Linked DNA regions of Bicyclus anynana: region 2 is linked to region 1. Evidence: chromatin contacts called from public Hi-C data. All regions are on one chromosome and are shown on one strand. The core of a region is the stretch at or near the end of the contact, and the rest is flanking DNA. Distances in the headings are between cores, read along the strand shown. Region 1 overlaps LOC112048631 (GAS2-like protein pickled eggs). Region 2 overlaps LOC112048631 (GAS2-like protein pickled eggs).

Region 1 (6,951 bases), core at 4,274-6,773:
TTAGTCATGCGCGGCGCCGCGGTCGGCGGTACCGTCAGCAGCACAGCTCGTGGGAACGCACGCCAATTACTTGAGGTCGCGGGTTATCGCGACACACTCGGTGCGCAGTGACCACCTCTTCAAGTCGCGGCGGACAGTCCTCTCACTTTGTTAGCTAATCAAAACTTAGTTTTATTGTAATATATTTTTTTTAGGTATTTCTTATATTAGGTGATAGCTGACCTGCTGATGGTCCATCAAATGAAATATTGCAATTTACTAATTTAACAATTGCATATTATCAGTCAAAATTTCGTAGGGTAGGTAGATTTCAAACTGGTCGTATAACAATTTTGTATAAAGCTTTTTAGGGAACCCCTAAAAAAACTTTTTTGAATTCTTTTCAAACTTTTTAAGCCTTAGGGGTTGGATTTCATAAGTTCTTGATTCACATATTGTAAATTTATACATATAAATTTATATATATAAAAGCATTCAAACTATTCTTATATTTATGTTTTTGTGACAAACAATAGACGTCTGTCTGCATTCTCTGAGTATTTGATTTGATTATAGTATTTGATTCTATAACTCAAAATCTTTACATTGGTTTATCTGTCTAACCGTGATATGGTAAAGAAAAGCAGAGAAGCTTACAATCGTCAACGACCAAAACTTACAGCGTCAAAAAGATCGTTCGATTATTATTTTTTTTAATAGCATATTGTCCCGCATTGTCCTACAACGTGGTCGTCGCAGTAATCTCGGCGCGCACGACCCACCGGCGGCGATCCACAAAGTAATTGCGCGGATGTGCAGGACTCAGGGCTGCCAGCTACCTCTACGTGACGCGATCTTTGACTGCTGTAACAGTAACAGTTACAATTGAACCAAATGTTACCTTTTTTAGAATTTAAACTATCGTGAGTGTTATTCATATTAATTGATTATGAAACACGGCTAAAACTCACGTGATATTACGTCGGAGTATGCCCGACTAGTTTTGAACCCATACGGGGCCCTTAGTCATGAGCTGGTTCTTGCATCGCGGCACGATCCTAACTGCGACGCGGCTGCGCGACGCGCTGCTGCTCGCATTGCGCGCTGGGACAGGGGTTGAGTGGTGGGGAGTGAAGGTTCCGTTACACTCTCCGACGGTTCATTAATGTCATCTTCATTAGACTCGTCTTCTTGTAAGCAAACCGAACTTACGCTATCTTGTTCCAAGTTTGTTGTATGTGACAATGAAAGAAATAGCGGTTTCCACGCTGTGGGCAGCGACCATCCATGATCTTGATTGAAAATCTTACGTACTGAGGGGACTAAATTTTCGTCGAGTTTTTAGAGGCCGTGTTTTGATGTAAATGCAAGTCATGATTGAATTTTAACGATTAGAAGAGTCCTAAATCATCATTATCAAATCCATATTCGGCTCATTGTTGAGCACGAGTCTCCTCTCACTATAAGAGGAGCTAGGCTAATAGTCCACGTTGGCCCAATTCTGAATGTCAGACTTGACATACGTAGACAATTAAGAAAATTCCCAGGTATGCTGGTTTCTTCATTATTGGTTTCATTCATGGTTTGATGCAATGCACATCTGAAAAGTTGGAGTTGCATTCCGCTGATTGGATTCGAATCTACGCCCTCCGAAACGAAGGCAGTGGTCATAGCAACTGGGCTATCACAACTCAAGTATCAAATATATACCTCTGCCCTACGCTTCTCTAGTGGTCCGTGATATATGAATTTATTTGCCAGTTGATGGATTTGCACTGCTTGTTCACGCTCGTGCACTTATTGTATAAATGTGCACTGACAGCCATTTGTAATTACATTATCCTTGACTTCATATCATTAAATCCTCTTTTAATATCGTCCTTTTTAAAATTTACCTTGACGAGCTTCGTCCCAACTTCGTCTTCGTTCGCGAGATCGTCCGTGTGAAAAATCAATTTTTCACAAACCCGCGGGCTACAAAGTAGCCAATGTAATCCATAACATAATCTATCTCCATTAAAAATTTAGGAGTACCTAACAAACATACAAATACATACATAGGCTAGTGGGAGACTTCGGCCGTGGCTAGTTACCGCCCTACCGACAACGACGTACCGCCAAGCGATTTAGCGTTCCGGTATGATGTCGTGTAGAAACCGAAAGGGGTGTGGATTTTCATCCTCCTCCTAACATGTCAGCCCGCTTCCATCTTAGATTGCATCATCACTTACCATCAGGTGAGATTGTAGTCAAGGGCTAAGTTATAAAGAATAATAAAAAAATAAAAAAAAAAAACGCAAAAAAATATTGTGTTATGAATAATATACTTCTTCAATGGACAAAAATATCTGTAATGCATTATTTTATTATTACAATAATTTATGTTATTGCAATACTTTACGTCTGTTGTGTAAATATATTGCAGTTGTTAATTAATAATTACTTACATTTACATGATAATAACAAATACAATTCGAAACGGTGAAAGTTAATATTGGCTGTAACTTGTGAATGTCTTGTACACATATTTCGTTCCCTTACTCAGATGCGATGGTGGTGTAATGGTCAGCATAGTTGCCTTCCAAGCAGTTGATCCGGGTTCGATTCCCGGCCATCGCACACTTTTATGCTTTTTGTTTTTTTATGCATTTTTTTTTCTTTTATTAGCTATTAATATTAAGAATTTGTAAATAAATTAAGTATTTCTCATTATAGTTTCATCAATCTAGTCAAATATTTTTGCAAGTTATTCACTTCTATGTAGAATAAAAGTTGTCTAAAACGTATTATTTATACTTGATACTTATTCTTAGTAGTATTTTTTAGTATATTATTTATGTATTTTTATTAATTTTGTTTAGAAATCGATTTAAAGAATCTTGCTACAAAAATTCTTAATATTTTATAGGTTTCGAATACAATACCTACTTAACTCGTAATCCGAAACCACATAGACAGTAGCGAGCAATTCGTATAAGCAAAAATGCACTGCGTACTTTAAGTAGTCCGTACGTTTGTTACGTACAGCCTGTTTTGCAAAACCAATTTTCCATTTTGAACAAATCGTACGTATAATTTGTGCATATTCCAATTAAACAACTTGTGCACGCCACTATACATAGGGCACCGGACCAACGAAGCAGTTTCCTACAAATCATTAGATACCTTTACAGGCATGAAATAATTGCTACTATCCGTCAGTACACATCACAATGAGTCCACAGCCAGTCATCCCGCGGCGCTACAAACAACAAAAAGACAATAAATCACAAACCAGCTAGATATTAATAAGACCAGGAAGTTGCCAACATCAATTACACTCGCTGCTCGACGACAAATAGGCGTACCGTACTTGCGAATACGGAATAGCCATTTATGGCGCGCTATAATCAACTAATGGTCATAATCATCAAGATTCCGTCTCAAGGCAATGCCAATACGCGCCCTAAATGGTCACGGTGCCGTGCGCGAGGTTGCGGCCAGTTCCGCAGATCCTTTTACCAGAATTTGAGGGAGAGTATGTCGTTTGTGACTAACTAGCAGACGCTGGGCGTTTCACTCGCGTGGTTTCCGTTTCCGTAGGAATACGGGAATAAAATATACTACACTCGGGGATAGTTTAGCTTCCCAATTGTGAAATTTTCAATTTGATTCAGTAGTATAAGAGCCTATTCAATGCAAACAAACAAACGACCAATGAAATCTTTCCTCTTATAATATCAGCCTATTATAACAGCTTACTACAGAAACAGGTCTCCTTCCTATATGAAAATAGGGGAGGAGATATGGAGCTTCTAGACAGCATGCTGCTACAATGCGCTGTTGGCGGGCTTAAGCTATATAAGCTTAAGCTATATATATCTTGGTCATACTTATTACTATTTACCATTTGATAGAAAATTTGACTATAATGGTAGATTGAAACATGGTCATCATAAACCCACCAATATCTATTAAAACAGCACGGCGGGTTTTAAATCCTCCTCTTTTATGAAGAAGGGGAGGCTTGAATTTCGAGCTTTGGGTACTCAACAATTTCAAATTAGAAAAGTTGGATTTTGTCTAGGTTTACTTGGCGTGATTTTTTTCCATATTGTTTTGTAATTAAAATTTAAATCGCAATGTTCGATTTTCTCTCTCATTAAAGATAATGACTATTTAGCATAAGATACGATCTTGTGTGGGACACTTTTGTGTAGATATAAAACAAATACATTTAGAGGAAATTTACTAAACACTGTAGGTATTATATTAAGATTTATTGCAAAACTGCTACTCCACGAAATCTTAAAATATGCGTTAGATTAAGTCAAGCAGTATAATATTTTAAATCTCGTACACGTTGCTCTAAATCACAACATTACATATCATTTCAAATGCAGATTACATCATTTCACGAATGATGTACAAACTAAAACATTCACACGACCATATTTGCGTAATTTGTGAAAAGCATGACTGACTGAGAAATTGACATAAGTTTGCATGACAGTAAAAAACCGAAAGCGTTGTAAGGTATAGGATTGTAGGTACCTACTTGTACAGTAGTTGTATTCTGTGGTTACATGGTAATACAAATAGTTGTGAATTAAGACTCTGCTGTTTATTACCATCAGTTTGATTTTATAGAAATGAATTGTATAATATGCATAACCTTACGCATTTATTGACAAATGTAAATTGTCATCATTATCAACCGATGGACGTCCACCGCTGGACATAGACCTCTTAAATGGACCTCCAAACACCCTCTCGAGCCGTCAGAATCCAGCGGTTTCCGCTTAATGTCCCCAGTCCATCTACTTTAAAAAGTAAATACTTAGTTTTAATTTTCGATTAGCATTTTTAAATTGTTAACGAATAATTTCTTCAACTTTTTTGTAGTTTTCTTAATATAACTCGACTTGTAACATCAGCGTTATTGATAAAAGGTGCTTAAAATTAGGTGCTTAAATACCAAGAGAAACATATTTTCTGTTTTTTTAGTTTTAAAATTGATTTTTTATTTAAAAAATAACTACCTGAGCACGATCGTGAAGACTTATTATAATTTTAGATCTTATCCTTCCTAGAAATACTAACAGAATTATTTAGCTCTGCATCCGTACCTCGGGCAAGTTCTACTTGAGAAACTGCGTCGTTTATTAAATTAAGTTCTCACAGCATATTTTAATCACGAGCCTTACATATTTCACGAAGATAACTGGACTCACTATCTGTGTGGCGAGATAAGTAAATTGGAATGACAAATGGTCGATTCGTGGACAAAATTGTTTTTGTACATTCTTTTTATCGGCGATCACAACGGCGATAACACCAAAAATGGCTAAATAAATTCAGATTATTCGTTGTCGCATTTTTAATTCGCTTCATTCATCACCAAGAAGTCACATTAAAGGGTACTCTTGACTCTTCCGCGTCTCTCGGGTTATCGGTGTCGTAAATCTGTTGATAGTGTGAATTTTCATGAGTCAGTCACCCCTGGTAGAAGGCTCGACCTTGCGTGCCGACTGCGCGACCTCTGGCGGCACGGGGCGGCAGGCTGCAGCCCTTATATGGCACATCTCGCGCCTGCGTGCGCCGCGATGGCTTCCAGGTCACGTGGCACATTAATTGCATCTAAATTTTCACATTTATCGCCGTCAAGTAGGAAATTGTTTACGTGCCTGCCCGTGCCCTTGTCACATACGTTCTTCGAGCTAAAGGTTTGATAATCGACGGCCGCGTCTCAGTGGCGCGCAATTATACTTGTAATGTAATCAATTAGCTGTTTCTGACATTCTGACTACTTTTGGGGTTTTAACCTTTTTCCAAGGGTTTGGTGTTGTCTTTCATATTGTTCATAATTGTCTTTATGCGGGTGTCAATGCCCTTCCTGATAATTTATTTTATACCCCTTAAAGGTAAGGAAACTTATCATAAACATGCAAGTCTTATGACTGCTTTTTATGGAACTCTGGAGGCATTACAGAGGTCAATGAACTTTAATACTATAGATAAAACCTTAAATAAATCGTTCGCTGAAAAAGTATGAATATTCCGCAATACAAATAAAGGTAATCGGTAACATAACAATGCGTTCAGATCCAAAGATAAGAGCGAACAATACGTGTAGCATTAGACGTTTGCCCATGGGACATGTCAATCTCTGCGATCTTTACAATGATTTATTGGATGTCCAATTTGTTGCGTCTACCATTTATAACCATTGTTCAGATGAAGTTAAAATAAATGATGTGGACTGCTACTCGAATTTACAAAGATTCGCATCAAGAGTCGATTGATTTCTATCTTTTGTTGTAACTAAGCTTTTAGTCTGGTCATAATCGGACAATACACCTAACCTAACATTACATTCGCGGGAAGTTTTGACTACTGCAGAAACAAAAGTTGAATTAAATTAGAAAAATATTTCTACTTGCCTATGAATAATGTTTGTTATGAACATTTTGAATTATGAAAACCTGAATATAATTAAAAGAACACACACTAATATAATTATATATACTAGACGATAATTTATTACGTAATACTGTGTAGGTAGAGGTCAAGCTGCACCAAGTGTTTGGATAATCAAACCGTTTCTAAGTGCACAATCACGAAATGTTTTCAATGACACTAATATCACTTCTTCATAGTCACCTCTATAAGTGGCTTGCGAACATTCAGATATTTGTCCATTCTCGTTACAGAATGATAGCACATCTGTATCTTTATAGAATTATGCAATATTGTCGCTAGTGCCAGTACAATCGTGCCTGTGCCTTGAGAATCTTGGGATAATGAAACTCTGACCTTGATCGATGACCTTGTTACTATTTTAATGAATCTCTCTATTTCAAAAATCAAAAAAATGGCTATAGGAAAACTTCAATACAGTAAGTAATTCACAGCAACAATTTTTATCGTGCATATATATATGTTTAAATGTACAGGGATAATATCTCAGTTGCAAAGTTAAGTTTCATTTTA
Region 2 (6,466 bases), core at 1,542-4,041, 55 kb before region 1:
GGAAAAATAATATTTTTTTATGACAACGGAACGTATCGTAGTTATATCAACCCATATTCGGCTCACTGTTGAGCGTGAGTCTCCTCTCAGAATAAGAGGGGTTAGGCCATTAATCCATGCGCTGGCCCAATGCGGTTTAGCAGACTTCACTTCACAGAGGTTTCCTCATTATGTTTTTCTTCGCTATTTGAGATAGGTGATATTTAACATTTTCATTACAAAGATCAAATCTAAAGCTATAGCTTAGCTTAGCAATTTCGTTCGTAATACTCCCGATGGTCCGCGCAGGTCGGGGTGCGTGTAGCGATGAATGAAAAACCCACGACTGATTCTCCGCAAACACGATTTCACACCCGCGCAGTCATTCCCCCCGTCGCCCGCATATAATGAGAGTCATCAACGAACTTGCCAGACTATAGTAATAAATCGAACAATACGCACCAACAAACAATAGATAATAGAGTAATGCAGTTACAGACGTAAGGGTAAGCGTACTAGCGTATTGGTGTTAATGCGGCGCAGAAAGAGGTCGCGCGTAACGAGATTGGAAATACTATCCCCTAGCGAGGTGTATAGCTACAGCCCCAATAGCTCAACAGTTAAAGGGTGTCCGAAAGGTTCTAGTTCCAATGCCCGACCCAAGTACATCAAGTAAAGTGTTTTTCAGATAGCATGGGTGCGGTGACAGTTCGTTTCACTCTTGAAAGTTTGCCGCGATTCACGATAATAGTACGTATTATAAACGTCGTATAAGCAACTGTCACCGTACCCATGCTATCTGATAAACACTTTACAAGGCTTTTTTCCTTACACCAGCAACAAACAACCTGACTCTATCATTTTTACATGTTTTCCTTTTGTACGATTTGCTATGTAATTACCCTTGTCAAAAACCTAATGCTGCGAGCTATTTTGGTACAAGTTTTGAAAATGACGGGTTATTTTTTATTGTTAATTGATTTTCCATAATGTGTGAACATCATAAATTATCATTATAGACACATTGGCGTCAGAGAAGTCATTTGATTCAAATCAATATGTTTTGTTATCAATCCAACATGGCGGACGATAACCTTTCGATAACAAACACTTCACGATAAGTGGTTACAGGAATTATCGCGCGGACTCAATCGTGAACTGAATAATATTGTTTTAATTATCAGAAAAATGATAATAATTCCAATTTCTTGTCTAGTTTTGTAATTATGAATATTTCTACGTAATATGTTTGAAAATATCAAGGAAATATCTCTTCCGGGGAAGTACGTACTAGGCACATATCACCAAGTAGAATCATTATGTTTCTGTCTTATGCCTCTGCTACACTACACGAGTAGTGTGGGAAGTAACGAGGAAATTGAGCAGGGAAGTTGTGTGCCCACGTTACTCGTCCTGCTGTATCTCCGCAAGTAGAGCAGTACTGCTAAGGATTATAGCGTCAAGATCGCGGCAACGCGAGGAGTGTAGTGAATACCCGGGCTATGGGTATTGTTGCAGGAGATGACAGGCACAGGACAATCATGACCGAGATTCATGGTAAAATCACTGCTCTCTGATGTATTCTGCATAGACACAACAAAACTAACATGTTAAAGACAACATGAACTTAACATCCTTAAAACAAAGTCACTTCCCGCAGTCTGTACGCCTCAATCTTTTAAATTACGCGACAGATTTTAATACAGTTTTATTAATTTATAGATTCAGTAAAAAGTTTTTGTACGTGTATAATACAATAATAATTTTCATGCACACGAAGTCACGGGCAGCCGCGATTATTTTAAACTAGCCGATGACACTCACAAAGAACGTCGCATTCTATTGGTTAAAGAATTTTCAAAATCCGTTTAGTAGATACCACCTACAATCCACCACAAACCTCTATAAACTCGTAATGTTAGTATAGAAGAGCTACCAGCTGCTGTTTCTATTTCCGACACAGAATTCGAACCCAGGCCCTAGAGATCCGAATGCACACAAGGCTAACCATTGTACCAACGAGTCAGTTAACCCTTAAAACGATTTAAAACTCCGATGATTATGATGACGTATGTGCGTCAAATGAAGGTCGCTCCGACACCTCGCCAGGGCTCGTAAACACTCGTTCATGAAGTCATTATCATTACTGTCAGTCACAAGTTTGGGCACTTCCGACCTTGCCGCCCGGAAGACTAGCCCTGCCCTCCGGCGGGCGCTGACATTTTGTACGTTGATATTTATTAAATTGATTAATTATAATATTTGAAGCCGTAATGTGTAAATTAGGCACGTTATTATGTGTTTACTGGTAGCTGCAATGTTTATTAATAATGTGTTTATACTTGTAGCGTTGGTAATGAGGCTTGATCACGCTAGTTGTTGTCATGATGAGAGAGTTTATAACTTCAATACTGTACTGTAAACAGATCTATTTTATTCCTAAAATACTTTAGGGTATGTAAATCCCTATGTACAGTCCAGTGATAATTTGGTTGATTTACTGTAGGTAACATCACAATTTTTAAGTTTAATATGTGCGACATTCAAATAAGACATATCAAAAAGCTTTTGAAGATTGGTCAGATGGTCAGAGAGAAAGAGTTTGTGACGCATTTATACCTAAACCACTAAACAGATATCAAGAATATATGTCACCAATGAAAAGGAACATTATCAGTGAATAACAAGCTATATTTAAACTCGTAATCCTACGGGAACGGGAAACACGCGGGTGAAAAAATAATAAATATGAGACAGTGATAACAATACGAAGTGCATTAAGTCGCGAACCGGCGGAACCTCGCAGTATTTGTGTCGCGACGGACGCACCGATGATTGCTGGCCCACTGCCGTACCGTCCGCAGACAAACATACTGATAGATAACAATAATATTATTTTAATTAAATTGAAAATTCCAAAAACAAAAAAAACAAAGACAAATTCCACTTCTGATTACTTGGAGTTGGAAGAATTACTATACCAGTCATAACTAACTCCATTTTCAACACATTGTTATGTTTTGTACATATTTCATACGTATACCACCACGTCTCATTCCCATAGGGGTAGACATGGACCACGTCGTTCCACTTGCTTGATCCTTGCATCTTGCATATCTCCCTTGCTTCTTTCACTGGTACTCTTGACCGCCTCGATAAGAGTATGCTCGATTTGGTTCAGGAACGTTCGCCTTGGCCTTTCTCTTCCGTTCACACATTCTTGTTAGTGTCATTTCATTCATCCTCTAATGCCCTAATCTAAAGCCTAGCTTAAAGCCCAAATCATCTCTTGGCATAGCTGTCTAGATTTTGGTCAGTAAAAACATTAATTTTGCCGTGGTAAAGAATTTGTGTGACAGTGATAGCCCAGTGAGATAGATATGACCTCTGCCTCCGATTCCGGAGGGTGTGGGTTCGAATCCGGTCTGGGCATGCATCTCCAACTTTTCAGTTGTGTGCATTTTAAGAAATTAAATATCACGTGTCTCAATCGGTGAAGGAAAACATCATGAGGAAACCTGCATACCAGAAAATTACCTTAATTCTCTGCGTGTGTGAAGTCTGCCAATCCGCATTGGGCCAGCGTGGTGGACTATTGGCCTAACCCCTCTCATTCTGAGAGGAGACTCGAGCTCAGCAGTGAGCCGAATATGGGTTGATGACGACGAAAGAATTAGTACACTTAGTATAGAATTGCCGTGTTTCGATCTTTAGTTATGGTTGTCGGTAAAATCACAGGTACATGATGCCTTTAATGCCTCAAGTTGAGTTCCACAGGACATTGTAGGAAGTGTCTCTTGTATGCCTTACAAAGTGTTGCAAGGTGTAGAAGTTTTCCACTTACATAATATCAAGTGCTTGTCCAGACAAGTGTTATTTAAAAATCACATTATTTTTCTATAATCTCCAATGTCCTGCTGACCGTCCGTGCGTGTGTGACAGCGGAAGTTAGCGGAGCGTGGAATATTGCGCAACTCGCTAGCGACTCGCTTTGTCTTACATCCATCGCTCGTCGGTGCCACTGTCCTACTTTAGTAGTAACTTTAAAACAATAATAGCTCAATTGGCACAGGCACCTATCGTTAAGACTTGGAGAAAACGTCAAGCGCGATTTCTCCAGGGGTTTTAGTAGCTTTACTTTATTTGCCTGGTTGTTTATATCTGTTAAATAAATCTGTCAGAATAAGCAATCCTTTAATAAAGTAGACGAGAAAAAAAATACTCCTGATCCTGAGAATTACCTCAATATTACAAATTTAACTATAAGATGCAAAAAAATCATCATAACCAGCGTATTCAGTATGAAATGAAATACAAAGAGGCATTGTTTTAACAGAGGATATCATAAATGATTTGTCTGTTTGTTGATACAGATGTAGTTCTTCAACGCTTTAAATACTCCAAAATATCCGTGAATCACTTCAGTTACTGAGAACTTGCTCAGCAGTGAACGATGCTGAATAGCTACTAGGTACTACTACTGCGATATAATTGCGTAAAAGTGATTAATTCGCTTGTTATTTGGATCGAACAGTTGCAGACTCTGAATCAATAGTAATTTCCGAATACACGCTCTATGTTATAATGTTATTTTTGGTGTCAGTCGTGAATAGAGATTGTGGGTCAGTGTCAATTAATACACTTCTCACAATTGGTGTTGGGTTACGATCGTAAAAACCGCGGTTTGATATACTCGTAGCTCTTAAAATAATTTAGACCGAGCTACACTTTATTGTAAGTCTAAACCCATGTTATTGATAATGTTATTGTTTAATTTTTCCTTAAATGCTTCAAATTAAACAGTTAAGGCTTGTGTGTGTATGTGTATGTTTATAAAAACTACGGGACTGAGTGGACCCTTATCATTTTGGTTTTATTTTTAATATACACTTAAACAATACACACATCACTTCTTATGCCCAAAGTAAGCGTATAGTTACCGGAATAAGATAGCAGATTTTTATCTATTTATATACTGAATTAATACACCCAGACACTAGAAAACACCCATGCTCATCACATGAATGTTTTCCAGTTATGGGAATCGAACCACGGCCGTGGATGCAGAAAGCAAGGTCACTGCCCACTGTTCCACGCGGCCGTCCTCCAATTATCCTCCAGCGAAGGTTACACTGTACAGCAAACATAAAGTTGAATATTATGTCATAGTGACTATTCTGCATGTACAAAACAATAAGGGATCTAATAGTCATCCTTGCGAAACACCCGTACCTAATGGGTTTAAATTGATGACCGACGGTTTTCTGATTTAATTGGAAATTCTCGTGAAGCGTACCTAAACGACAAGGCTACCAGGCAAGGTCAAATAAATTTTCCATGATATCAAGTGGCCACTTAATTACAAGAACGGGCGACACTTCAATCCTAATTAACACTTACAATACGTGTCAGGAATCTTGGAAGGTTAATAAGAATATATTAATGGGTTGATTTTTAAGAAAACAACCATGCAGTTGACGTATACTTCAAGGGCTATAAACAATTAAACACATTACGAATTTAATGTGAAATTGTATTACAGTCAATTGGATTTGAATAGGGAAAAACTGCAGTTACAATGTTTCTATAATTAGATGTTGCGTCAATTACAATTTTTCACTGTTTCATAATATCCTTATGATGAACATGAATTCACGATTTAGGATTATGTAGCGTTAATTTATTCGAAATTGTCATATCAATTAAAATTAAATTCGTTAAATAATTTTAAATATAGATAAATTTTAAATTTTAAATAATTTTAGATGATAAATCCAAGTGCGGGCACGGGCCTCGAGGATTATCCTCTTTGCCCGGGTAAGGCGCGGGGGATCTTGCCCCCCTGGTAATTTTACATTTTACCCTAAAATCGTTATCGTTAATAAAACTAATTCAAAATTTTACCCTTAGAAAATCTTACTTGTGCTAAACTTGACACTTACGATAAAAGTGTCGTTTACTGATCTGGTGGTTGTATTATGCCGATTTGTACTACCCCGCGGTACTGCCTCTAGCGGATTTTTTAAAAATCTGTAGAAGAAAAAGGCTCATTTATCGTATCAAAATCACTCAAAAGCAGTGCAAGAAGAATTCTTGCAATGTTGAAAAGTTACAAAATATATTTTTATTTTTTTATTTTTTTATTTTTCCTGTATGTTAGATTCTACATGACGGTCATTGATCTCAGGATCTTGATATGAAAATTAGGCTATATTAAGATAAATATGGATTACGTGAATTAGTTAACTCAGTTTAAGTATCTCTTATCTTGTATACTTACTCTAAATGTTACCGTAACCTGCGTAATAGGGATTTAAGGATTTTTATCTAACTCGATCAAATAAGTTTATCATGGTATCATGACATAGCTATTTAGTTCATGTTATCTAATGAGGATACGGACATTAAACCGAGGGCCTCAATGGAATGTGAATAAGTATGAGGAATTGATTTTATTTTATCATGAAAAGTTTGAACATCCAGAACT

Evidence for each region. Hi-C and Micro-C count contacts between places; a contact is called where the count stands out from the background.
Region 2: a contact with region 1 is called in a Hi-C map of whole larva, with 5 times the contacts expected there. The contact joins two enhancer-like sites. A contact is called at or near these places in 2 of 2 Hi-C or Micro-C datasets (whole body and whole larva).

The regions. Positions count from the first base shown.
Region 1 is chr8:17,408,418-17,415,368 of ilBicAnyn1.1, reverse strand. The region is part of intron 2 of LOC112048631 (GAS2-like protein pickled eggs); the gene reads left to right. Trnag-ucc (transfer RNA glycine (anticodon UCC)) reads left to right here and starts at 2,527; the gene lies at 2,527-2,598. Within about 2 kb of position 5,523, at least 7 of the 8 cell types and tissues checked have open chromatin away from gene starts, as enhancers often do.
Region 2 is chr8:17,460,821-17,467,286 of ilBicAnyn1.1, reverse strand. The region is part of intron 1 of LOC112048631 (GAS2-like protein pickled eggs); the gene reads left to right. Among protein-coding and RNA genes, the nearest start is that of Trnag-ucc, 51 kb to the right of the region's middle. Within about 2 kb of position 2,791, at least 5 of the 8 cell types and tissues checked have open chromatin away from gene starts, as enhancers often do.